2 separate regions of the Danio rerio genome follow, and region 2 is linked to region 1. Evidence: chromatin contacts called from public Micro-C data. All regions are on one chromosome and are shown on one strand. Each heading gives the region's core, a stretch centred on a gene start, on an enhancer-like site or on the middle of the called end of the contact. The rest is flanking DNA. Distances are from core to core; before and after follow the strand shown.

Region 1 (6,661 bases), core at 2,171-4,670:
GAATGGCATGACAATTAACTTGAAGCTCTCAGGCTGGTTGACTAAACTTCAAAGTCGATATACCCATATACCTCATAGTTAGCAAGTACTCAAGCATGCCTGTGGACTGAATGTTGAACTGATGTTCACACATCTTTTTTTGTAAAAATAGAAATGTGTTGTGTTTATGTAGTTTACACAAAAACTATAATAGTATCGTTAAAAAAATCCCATTTTCGGACGATTGTGTTTTCAAGCATTTACATAAATAGATAAAATCCATGAAAAGTTTTCGGTTTCTAGTAAAAAATCGTTTTGCATAAACATTGCACTGCATTCAAAGTTGCACGAAAGCGCCCCCTCGAATTAAATTCCTTGGCAGGGAATGTTAAATAGTTTTCACATAATTTTTTTGTTGACTTGACCCATACTAGGGCTGTGCGATTTGGGCAAAATATCTAATTGCGTTTTTGTTTTGTTTTTGTTTTTTTTGACAGATATTGCGATTTCAATTTGATTTGCGATTTAATTTTTTAGTTAAGCTTTGGCTCATTCACACTTCTTATATATCCACCTGTGGTACTTTTTTAGATGCTGATTGATATATTGCCTCGTGCTGGTAACAATTCTGCGACAGCTCTTAAAAATGACCTGGTTTTGTTTGATGTCTGTAACTTTGAAACCGAAATATTCCTATACTACCCATGTTCTGTTTTTCAGTGATATTAATTTGTCTATTAATGCCCACTCGTCTGCGCTTTCCTGTTTCTTTGTTTTTTTATTGTGGGCATTTCGCATTAGTTCTGTTGCACTATTTTGGGGTGCAAACAACGACTTAACTCGCGACTGGACTATCATAGTATAATACATCAGTAGGGTACGGAACGATGTTGTGACGAGTGTTTCCCAAAACTCTGTCGCAGATCCATCATTTGAACCAAGTTAATTATATCGTAAAACGCCCACAATGATGCTCTAAACCGGTTGGTAACAACTTCTTGAGAAAAGAATCCCATAATTTCTTTGTGCAAACTATATTTTAAATGCACACACATTAAAAAAAAATAATCCAATATTATTTTTATAAAAACATGCACTCGCTTTTCATATTTCTTTGAAATATGTAAATGGCACATATAGGACCGATGTTTCCTTTACTATTGAGAACATTACATATTCTATTCTAAAACAAAAATGTATAATTCATATACATAAATAATGAGGTTATTTATTAAGAAATTTAATTTAATATTTATTATTTATTAGTAAATGAAAAAAATTACTTTAATAATAATATTAATGCAAATTATGATTATTATTATAAATATTTATATGTATTATTATACAATTTGACACATGCAAACCACAACAGATTTGTTATAACCAACAGGCCCATGTCATATACAGTTCAGATACTTAACAAATAACCTACTATGAATTAAAAGCATTGACGTAAGCTATGCCTTTTGTTTTCACAACAACGCAACATTAATTCCGCTTTTAAATAATCGGTCACCTATAGCTTTCGTCATGAGCCACAGCTGTGTTCAAAATGACATCAATGTTGAGCGCAATTGTAAACATGAGGATCGCTAAAACTGAACTGTAAAAAATACTTTGAAAGCAAATTACACCTAAGAGAGACGACTTTAATGCTTTTTTTTAGCATTTCAAGTTTGAAAGTTAAAATTTTCGGTCCCACTTTATAATGTGTCGCTTATACCTGTGAACTTATATTTGTAAGTTGTATGTAACTACAGTGTGTGTACACACTGGTACATAGTATTTACTTGTGTAATACTGGTGTTACACACATGTAACAACCCACTGAATAGCATGTGTAAGTTCAAATGTGTAACAGGACATTAATAACACAATCTTTGGTAAACTAACTCTTTAATGTGAATTAATGTGATTTAACAATTTACCTTAAAACAACATATAAACACAAGGCATTTGTATATTCCTATATACACTTATACTTTTTGGCTGTAGCTGCTATTGTTAAACAGTTGCACAAATGTGTTGGTTTTAAATATTACATAGTAATTTGTGACCATTTTACACTATATTGAGAAGACAGTTCCTGAGGATTTACGCTGTAATTACACTAGTATCACAAGATGAAACCTTCTAATGTAGTGTTAGTTCTGCCATTCTTATTCTAAAACAGTATTCAGAAGTACATGGCATGCAAACAGCTGTGGAAGTGGGAAAATACCTGCAAGTGTATTGTTGTTACACAATGCACTTATTATCATCTTGTTACAGATGTGTAGTTTTTAGTGTTTTACCAAAGTCCTGTTACACTTTTGAACTTACACATACTAATCAGTGTGTTGTTTTATGTATGTAGTTACACTAGTGTTATACAATTAATACTATGTACCTGTGTGTAAATACACTGTAGTTACATACTGCTGACATATTTACTTACCATGTAAGGTCACAGGTATAAGCAACACTTAATATACCCGAATGGGTGGTAAATTAATAGGTATTAGAAGGGATAACTGGGAATAAAACACAGCCAGGAACTATGTTTCTAACTCCAGCTCCAGAGGTGTAGTTGCAGGCATACAAGTTTGCAATGCGGTTTGCAAATGTTCATTGGAAAATTGGATTTGGGAAATGTCAAATCAACAAACTATGTTTGTAATGACCGAATGTGCGACCTTAGTTGGCAAACTATGGTTTTTGGAAACGCTCTCCTAAATGGGTAGAACGAAAGTGTGCTTACTTAGTTGGCTAATAACACTGTCACACACACAGACAGCAGTCATGCATTTATAAGTTTCAAATTGCGATTCGATTAATTGCACAGCCCTAACCCATACAATATTAAAATAGTAAAAATTACTTTAATGTTAACATTTAAAAAGAAAAACAGACTTGCATATTTTCACATTAATAAAGAATTTATTAGACAAAATATAATCCACAGTATTGAAACACAAGCCACATGTAAATGAACATTTTTAAATGTGACTACACAAAATAAAAACACATTATCATAATTAATGATCATAATTAGGTCAAAATTTAATCAATTACATTTATAACTGTTGTGCCTATTCACTGAATAACAATCAACATTTATGACCTTATAAAAGATCTCAAATGATAAATCTGGCCATATCACAATGCCTAATATAATCTCTTTTAATGGCATTTTTACAACATAAACAATCTCAATTCGCGTGTCAAAACGAGTCCCGCGCATCATAATAAAGATTGTAAGTCGCTAAAATGATATACCTCTTCCGCAGTTCACAGTAAAATCCAGATTGAGATGGAACGAAGAGGCATGTTATTGCGATATTCCTCCTTCAGTTTCAACAAAGCTGCATAGACAACCGCCCAGGCCTCCCCCATTTTCGCCTGGAAAGTCACCTCTCCAGTGTTTGAGTGTCTGAAGCCGTTGGCTGCTCCTGAACCGTTTGGCTCTTTCTCCACTAGCAAACAGCCCCACAATGTACCTCAATCGCTCTTAAATCTATTTTTAAACGATTTTATTCCGCTCTACGCCGATGCGAACGGGACCGGACTGTTGTTTGGGAATTTATCTGAAGACCTGCCGCCTCAAAGCAGCTTTATAACGCTTTGTTTGAGCACTATTTGACAAAATAGTCGAGGAGGAGGAAATTCCACACAAGCAGTGAAAGGCAGTCCTCGCGTTCATCCGGGTATTAAAGTGAGTGTTTTCTTAATTTTTACTCGTTATATCGATAATACGGTAGTATATGCGTGTTTGTGTTGCGTTGGGTATTTTTAATAACAATATACAGCGATTTATTATTTGGCAAGGGCATTTCTTTTGGAGGATCTGGCTGGGTGGGGGATGGGAAGCACTGTGTGTGTGTGTGTGTGTGTGTGTGTGTGTGTGTGAGCGTGAGCGCGTGTGTGTGCGCGCGCGCGTAAATGCAGCACCACTTCAGATTGTTTTGTAGTTTAGGTGTGTGCAAAATAAAATTTCATAATGCATTAAAATACACAAGCAATCAAATTAAGCATTAATAGAACAATTTTACATCTGCTTTGTATGTTTATTATTGCTGTATGCATATGTAATATAACATTAAAGTTGATTTCTAACAAATTTTCATGTGCTTCATACACTTAAATCAAGTTAATGTTCTCATATAAACACACTTCTATTATTATCTACATGTGATGCACTTCAAAACACTGACTTAGTCTTGTTTTTATTATATAATTACATAATTATGTTACGTTAACTGTATATGAATTATAATCAATGTTTATAATCAAACTGTACATGTAGATGAGCACGAGCACATGACTGTTGTTGGCAAAGCACTAACTCTGTGAGAGTGGGGGAGGGGAAGCTCAACTCATTCAGTGTTTGGGCAAACACAAGTGTGTGTCAAATGACATGATCGTGAATTTGTAATCATTTACATGTAAAGTGATATTTCTTAGCATGCACACTGATTATATACACTCTCATTGTCAAACTATGCAATGCATATGACTGCGAGTAACACCAAAATAAGGCTCCAGACTTAATGCATACTGTATAACACAATGTAACAATGATTTATACAAGTCAAACAGTCAATAAATACAAAACAATAGTCTTTATAAAAAGGAATATGTGTGTGGATGTGATATCTGGATCATGGTGTTCAGTCTAGAGTGGGGGTGGGGAGCTCTGTAATGTGTGTGTGTGTGTGTAATCTGAAGGCCATGTGTGTTGGGAAACTCCCATTGTAATGGCTCTCATGTAACCTATTTAGATCACCAACCCTTTAACTCATTTACTAGTTAGTGTTAGGTTAACCTAGCTCATTTTCTTACACAACCCCCCGTCTGAAATTAGGCCAACAATAAAACGCTATTAAAACACTATTAAACATGTCTTCGTTTCTCTCAGTGAAAGATTTGAGTCTCTCAGTCTTTGTTTGAAATCTGCGTCTCTCTGAATGGAAGAGTGGCACGGTTATGTAACTTGTGCCTCAGAGTGGATTGAAGCAAGATGTGGGGGATGGGACAGACAGATCTGATCTATTGCGCTTTTTTCCCTCTTTTTTTTTTCCTCTCCCCCACTCGTTCCCTCGTGGAGCAGAATTGCAGTGGGCCAGTCGACGTGTTGAAACGTGACATTTGTGTCTGTGCTGTGTTGCGGTGCCGTTGACCCTGTTTCTCTTGAGCCTCAAGGTTGAGTTGAGATGGGCAGATGGTGGTGTGAGCTTGAAAATGCCTGCCATGGTCTGTGCTTTCTTGAACAAGGCCTGGGTTTATTTTCTGCAAGGTCATTGAGGAACGCTGTAACTGTTGTCTAGTTATGCAATCCGGTATAATCAGTAGTAGTACTGTAAATGATCGTAAACACAGGTAATATGGAAAGTGGATTTGTAAATTAGCTGAGGGTGCGTCCGCTTTGCATTCATTCTTTGTAAATAAAGCATTTCGTTTGAACTCTAGCTGTTTCAGTAGTGGAGGGATTGCATCAAACTTTGAGTGCAACTAGTAAACAAAACGATTATCTTTTTAGTTGCTACTACAAATTGTTGGCGTGTTGGCTAGTTAACATGGAATTAAAGGGTTCACGGAGTTCGAGTTGAGTTAAAATGACTGTCGGGTCTGTTTCTTGAACGGTTTGTGAATTATATGGTTGGTGGTCTGCTATCAGATCCATCAATCACATGCTGTGTTTGAAGTAGCTCTGTTCTGCAGACTGAATGAGTATTTCCACTTTAGTTTTCAATGCGGAACTGTCTTGTGAATATATGTGCGACTTTTGAGTCATTAGTAGGCCCACCTGGAGTCTGCGCGCGCAGATTCAGCAGATTTTCCGCAGATTTTTAGCCCATCATTAATTCTGTTCATTTACATGAGTAAATGTGTGTAAATCTATATTTATTCAGTTTTTTACTTAATTTCAGTAATATTATTGACTAATGTGAAAATGTTCATCTGATTTATTTACAATGCAGTTTGTAAAGTAATATTTTCTGTCTTTTACTAGATATATTATGTGACACTTGCTTTATTTACCAAATAAAGTGAATCTAATTGGATTTGCATTTTAAACATTAAATAAAAGTTAAAAAGATATTATTTTTATTTCATATATTAAGGTTTTAGTTCTGATTCTCCCAAAATAATTCTGCAGAAATCCACAGACTTTTACCAAAATTCTCTGCAGATATAGCAAAAAATGCCCGCAGATTCCATCTGGCCCTACTCATTAGCCACTATACTTACTTATACAATAGCTAGGACATTATTTGGGAACTGGCTTGTGCTACAAACTAACGTGCTTATGATTACGATAATAAATATTTGGTGAATTTGGTGTGCGAAAAATAAAATAATTTTTGGAATATAATGATAATTGTTAATTATTTTACTAAGCAGTTTGAGCCTGTCATGGATAGGTAAATGTGATTCAGTGTTTCCTCTAAGATTTTTTTCCAGCTGTGGCGGCAGGCCTTTTACACAGATCTTCCAACTATAGCCTTATTTCAAGGACAAATGTTATAAGCGCAGTATTACAAGTCGAGACTGCATTCATGAAATACGAGCATGCAAATCTTTTTGCTTGCGCACTGATTTTCTCTGATTTAGTGCGTTTATGTAACAAGTATGTCTCCAACATTTATTCGATTTGCTAATATTTATGAATGTCCCCAATAGGCCTACAGAGCGGGATTGA
Region 2 (6,661 bases), core at 2,170-4,669, 98 kb after region 1:
TGCAACGGGGAAACACTTTCCACTTCACTTCTCTATATAAATGAGGATGTGATCTGGAGTGGCAGACACAGAGGTCGCCAGGAAATGGGTCACTTTTTTAGAATTAGCCCACTTGTGGTTACGCAGCATTTCAATGTGGAACTGAAAATATGTTTGTGCTTGGGGATGCTGTTTTCTGGAGGAAGTCCGAATGCTGAGCAGATATAGTGATATAGAGTGTTGCATGAATAAACAACCTTAAAGTTGACCAGTTTCTTGTGAATGAAAAATGTTGCTTGTTCATAATAATGCACAAGCCTGATTGACCAAATCTAGATGAATTACTCCAATCGCTTGGTTGCTTCATTTCCATTGAATGCTTCAGTAAGCTATGGTATGACACTGAATAGGTCACCTTTATTAGGCTTGTGTCTCTACTGCCAAAAGGTATGAATGGTATCCTTTCGGTGGGCGTGGTTTAGGACAAAAAATTGCAGTCGACGTCATTCTCGCTCAAGGAAATGTCAAAGTAAAGCTTTACAGGTCGTTCACATATCATATACAAAACAGATGCTTTATACACATAAACAGGCCAACTTGTGTATAAATGTTAATAACTAAACTTTATATGAACATGATTGGACTATGGCTGCAGATCAATGATAATTCGAAATAGTATTGTAACGTCTGATATTTTATATATTTATATATACTGTATAAGGGTTGTCGCAATACCATTAATTCACATTACTATACTATACCAGCTAAAGTATTGTGATACCAAGTATAATTGCGCTACTGCAATTCATAACTCAAATCTATAAAATAAAGTAAATTGTTAAATACTGTATATTATGTTATAATAGGTGTACTTGATTTAAATGTAGAATTCCCTTATTATTGAAAACAGTATTTGTACAGCACTTCCCACTAAAATGCATTAGTTCTATTTGTTTATTTTGTAGATAACTGACCAACAAAAAATACAATAAAATAAAGATACAAATTATACAGAACAATTTTTTTTTACAAAACGAGCAAATTAGGGTATATGAAACGGTCAAAAATAGTTTTTAACTTTTTCTGTAGCTCTTTTGGGTTTTCATCTATTGTTTTTTTTTCAGTCTTATTAGATAAGAATTGAAAGTAATTCAAAATTTCACTGTGAGTTGTTCTTTTTAAGAGATTGTTGCGTTTTTTGTAGCTAGTAAATCATATTGACAGAAACAGAAATTAACTGATTCAGATGTACGTTCGAATTGAAGCATCAGAAAACGTGCAATAGGCTACCATAAAAATTGTACAAAGCTTTGCAACTTTAAAGGGCTCCACAGACTTTTCAAATAAAATGGTCTATTGTTGCAGAAACGTGTGAGCATTTTAGTCACTTTATTGTAGATAGGCTGTTAATGACAATACTACCGTTTACAAACTACAGTGGTACAACCAGTATTTTGGAGCCATAGAGTCACCATACTACCATAGTACTGCTAAACTGTACAACATACACACACACACACACACACACACACACACACACACACACACACACATATATTTATGACGTGACGTGCTGACTGACTGGCTGAAAGGCCAGCAAACACGACGTATAGCCGTTTCACTTTACTTCAGGATGTATTAATGCTACTCTGTAGGTCTATTAGAGTAGTGGTCCTCAACCTTTTTCATACTGGGGGGAGGGGTGAAACAAGCGTGTGCACGTCTAGAATGTGCTAACGTGAGATGTCTGCTTTAGCCAATCAGAACAGTCAGACGCGTTCACGTCCGCGCGGATTATGAGAATAAAAGCCTTTGAATATTTTTCCAGACACATTTAGCTGATAGAAATTAGTCAGATAACGTTTATATGTTCATCTTAATGCCAACCGTGTAAATAATTATCGATAAGATGCTTATGATAAGCCGTTGTTTGTTTACCTTCAAGCTTTGCGTGTGCCCGTGAAACAGCCCGTGAGCGCCAGAACACACATATCATGTACATCTTGACATGGCAACAGGGTTTTCAGCGCTGTGTTAGCGATCTCTGGGTATTCTGCCATTACTTTAATCCAGAACACCGGCAGAGTTGTTGTCTTGAACACTGTTTTAAGGCCGCTGTCATTTACGATCTTCAGCAGTTGGTCTTCTTTTTGCACGGACATTCTGGATTCAGCTGGTTTGTTGACAAATGGGTCACGTATCCATTCCCTAGCCGTTTGTGGGTCCTTTGAGGTTGGGAAGTAGCGCTCAAACTCCTTCAACAGTGAATACTGATGATCGTGCACCAGCTTGGTGAGTGAGGGCGCAGGCTTAGTCTCACACAAAATCCCCGCTAATGTTTGAAACATGTCCAATATGCCTCAGTTTGGCTTTAAATGTAGCAACTTTATCTGGCAACTTAAAGATAATTAATTCTTGTGCGGCCCGGTACTGTGGCCCGGGGGTTGGGGACCACTGTATTAGAGACATTCATAAACATTCCTAGCAAATCTAATAAATGCTGGAGACATCCTCGTTACATAAACGCACTAAATCGCACTCAGCAGCATTTGTTTGAGAGCGCACAAGAAGATCTGCGCGCTCTTGAAGCGACTTATATTTGAGGTCGCGTGCAAGATGTTTTGTGCACAAGCAGAGGAAATCGTTAAGCAGAGATTCACATGCTCGTACATGTAGGTAATTACATAAATGCGATCTTGACTTCTAATACTGCGCTCAAGACATTTGTCAATGAAATAACGCCACAGGTATTTGGTATATCTGTGTAAAAAAAAGGCCTGCCGCCACAGCTGGAAAAAAATCCTAGAGGAAACACTGTGATGTATTGTTACACATTTCAGGGATTTTTAAAATCTGTTTAAGTTGTATAATGCAAAATAAAAATATCTTATTTTAGGTGTGTAACAATTTAAAAGAGCTTTCATACATCAAAAATAAATAAATAAATAAAATAATAGTGTAGCTTTGTTTCTTTTTTTAGACAGTAAAATGTATCCAGCTGTATTTTTTATCTGAGAAATTAAGTGTTTTACATGTTTTGTTTTCTGCTTCAAGAAGTCTACCGTTCAGCAGACATGTTAAAATTGTGGTTAAATATAGAGCATGCTATTTGAAGAAATTCAGCAAAAAAACAGAGCAGTGTCCTTGAGAATGAAATGTGTTAACTGTTCCCTTTATATCACAATAAATCGAACAGTTTAATCATGTAAAAAAACTGTCAAATCTAGGTCAGTTTTAATTTCAACTAAACCCTCCTGTGCTAAAGTTGTAAATGCATCTCAATGTGTGAACTGACATTTTGGCAGCTCTGTAAGGCCAGTCAAATTGAATCTGAGTCACAAACTCAAGTAAACACAAGTATTTTGTAGTAACTCTCATGTAAACATTTTCAGTGGCAGGAGCTTTTTTTTGTTTGTTCTGCAGTTCAGTTTGATGCAACAGCGCCCCCTTAGTATAATGGACACTTTTGGAACTACAACTTGTTATTCAGCCATGCAGGGCTGTGAAGCCCTTGGTAACCTCTGGCAGCACACTACACACTCAGGTTCCTGCTGACAAAGAGAGCTTTTACCCCCTTATTGCACTGTAAAAAAAGAGGCTTTTTATACACACTCCGAGTCCCCTGAGTGGAAAGCAGAAAGTCTGGCAATATCCATACCTCTTCTGTTGACGCTTTTAGTGTCATTCCGTTTCTGAGATTGTTTTTGTCCTCTTTTTCTCTCAGGCTAGTGTCCTGTGTGCTGACCTCATGGTGTAAGCAAGTGTGAAGATGAGTATTAGCAGCGATGAGGTCAACTTCCTGGTGTATAGATACCTGCAGGAGTCAGGTAGGTGGCGCTACCACACTAATCACCACCAACATTTTACAAAAAAACGCTCTTTCCTGAATATTAAATAATAATAATAATGATAACAATAATAAATAATGATTATTACTAACCCTTAAGTGGTTCTAAACATTTACGAGACTCTTATAAAGATATTTTGAAGAATGTTGGCTTGCATAGTAGGAAATATGTACTATGAAAATCAATAGCTATGTTTATATATTTTAGAATATTACATTATTATTAATAATAAAAAATAATAATATGACATGCACATCCACTGCATTGGAAAAACATTTAGTCAATACAGTCTTCAAATATGTTATCTGATTTTGCCTCAACAGAGGATGCCATTGGATAACTAGACTAACCAGTTAATCGTTGTCGTCTCGGGTTGTTTTTATAATTCTGCAAATATAATTCTGCATAATGACCAAAAAAACAGACATTTTGCACAAAGTATAACTTTGGATGGAATCATACCTAGTGGTGGCAGGTTTCCAACATTCTTCAAAATATCTTCTGTTTGTCACTACTCAAATCATTTTGGAAAATGTGGAGCGTATGTAAATGAACAACGTTTTAATTATTTGGTACATTTTCCCATGAATAATGATTAAAAAACACACCAAAATGTTTTCATATTTGATTGATAGACCTATCACTTATTCCTTTTGATTCATAAGCCTCCATCAGCATTGCTTACAGTACAACTCTATGGCTGTTCACAGTCAGGGCGTTGTTTAAAGGAGCACACATGATACGCTCTGTGTAGCTGTGAGCAGAAGAGAAAGTTGATCCAGCAAGCGTCACACTGAAGTGTTTATCATTCCCTCTGGCAGGGTTTTCCCACTCGGCCTTCACATTCGGCATTGAGAGCCACATCAGCCAGTCGAACATCAACGGCGCCTTGGTGCCCCCTGCTGCCCTAATCTCCATCATTCAGAAGGGCCTGCAGTACGTGGAGGCTGAAGTCAGCATCAATGAGGTGACCGCGCAGCTTTATTTACATCATCATTTGAGGCATCTATTGAGTTATGATTATTAATTATTTTATTGTTTATATTTTTATGCTGAATCTCACATTATGCATGAGATTTTTAATTAAAATTCATATAAAAATCGTTTTCAATTTTGTAAAATAAATGAAAGTGTTTAAACATATATTGTTTTTATTAAATCTATTTTTTTATTTTAGTACATTAAATAAAAATGAGAATTATTCTTAGGAGGTAGCTAATATACTTTATATACTTTTTTTTAAGTAGAACAATCTAATGCATCAGGCATAAATAAAATGGACATGATATATTTATATGTAATATTCACTTAGCCAACTTTTTTATATTTTTCCCCAATTTCTGTAAAATGGAAAGATTTTTGAACACATTAACATAATAGTTTTAATAACTCATTTCTAATAACTGATTTATTATATCTTTGCCATGATGACAGTAACTAATATTTGACTAGATGTTTTTCAAGATACTAGTATTCAGCTTAAAGTGACATTTAAAGTCATAATAAGGGTAATTAGGCAAGTTATTGTATAATAATAGCTTGTTCTGTAGAAGACTGTAAAAATGCTAATCAAAATAGTTAAAAAAAATTAAACTGCTTTTATTCTAGCCATTAAACAAATAAAACAAATAAGACTTTCTCCAGAAGAAAAAATATTGTAGGAAATAGTTTTTTTTGTTTGTTTTTTTTGTTTTTGCTCTTTTAAACATCATTTAAGAAACATTTGAAAAAGAAAAAAACTATTCACAGGAGGGCTAATAATTTTGACTCCAACTGTAAATGTGATCCCTAAACGATTAGATTTTTAAATTATGATTGAATTATGGCTTCTAAATAGTGTTTAAGTAAGCTCTAATTAAAAATACTAGTGTTAATAAGTTTCATTGTCATAATATAAAAGTAATATAAACTTTGAAATCTAGGTCAAACCAAAAAAGGGGCGTTCAAGCATCTAATCTATAACATTTTCAAATGGATTAGATTTTTATTTTGTTTTGGGGATTTCCTGTACATTAGAATTCGTTTTTTTAATTAATATTAAATTCACTATTATGACCATTTAAGCATTTTTATTTACAGAAATATTTTGTGCTAAATATTATATATAATATTTGAGTAATAAATAAAAATATAATATATAATAAAATATTGTCCGTCACATTTATGTCAAGAATCATTTGATGAAACTCACTCACACTAGGATAACAGTCAGGCCATAAAATACTAATTCCTTATCATTTTAATTCTTTATGTCTTACCATTATTCTTCAAACCACTAGGTGTGACCCATTTGTCTGCAATATTATTAAAATATTTATTATTATTAAATGTTATTAATGTCTTGCAACATTATTAAAATGTTTATTTGATTTTTTCCCTCCACACAAATTTGAAAAATAATTTTCTTAGATTAGGAATTGTTTGTAAATTTAATATGACGCAGACACCAAAACTTGGCCGTCTCATTTAACCCTTTTGTTTGGGGTGAAGGGGGAGACTTTCTTGAAATTGTTCAGCATGTCTGACTCTTTGACTTCTTTCTGCAGGACGGCACTCTGTTCGATGGGCGGCCAATTGAATCACTGTCATTGATTGACGCGGTGATGCCCGATGTGGTACAGACCCGGCAGCAGGCATACCGAGACAAACTGGCTCAGCAGCAGGCCGCCGCAGCGCCATCAGCAACCAGCGCTAACATGCAGGGGAATGCCAAAAACGGAGAAAACACCGCAAACGGAGAGGAGAACGGTGCTCACGCCTTACCTAGTGAGTCAGCTCTAGTCTGCGGTTTAACTTTGTACACAACACTCTTTTAGTCCGGCACTATTTGCAGA

Evidence for each region. Hi-C and Micro-C count contacts between places; a contact is called where the count stands out from the background.
Region 2: a Micro-C map of caudal fin shows a contact between it and region 1, with 18 times the contacts expected there. The contact joins the enhancer-like site here to the promoter of tbl1xr1a in region 1. A contact is called at or near these places in 6 of 18 Hi-C or Micro-C datasets (caudal fin, embryo, hematopoietic stem cells and 1 more) and 2 of 4 datasets of contacts at active chromatin or transcription factors (caudal fin and gastrula embryo).

The regions. Positions count from the first base shown.
Region 1 is chr11:8,795,071-8,801,731 of GRCz12tu, forward strand. It overlaps tbl1xr1a (TBL1X/Y related 1a), which reads left to right and starts at 3,421. Exons shown (of 14, transcript NM_001020583.1): 1 at 3,421-3,673. All of the region lies in intron 18 of si:ch211-51h4.2, which reads right to left.
Region 2 is chr11:8,893,297-8,899,957 of GRCz12tu, forward strand. The region is part of intron 18 of si:ch211-51h4.2; the gene reads right to left. It overlaps tbl1xr1a (TBL1X/Y related 1a), which reads left to right. Exons shown (of 14, transcript NM_001020583.1): 4 at 3,704-3,806; 5 at 4,649-4,794; 6 at 6,374-6,593. The coding sequence starts at 3,749. Among named protein-coding and RNA genes, the nearest start is that of tbl1xr1a, 98 kb to the left of the region's middle. Within about 2 kb of position 3,420, at least 43 of the 62 cell types and tissues checked have an H3K27ac peak or open chromatin away from gene starts, as enhancers often do. A contact at or near this core is called in caudal fin, where this site is marked.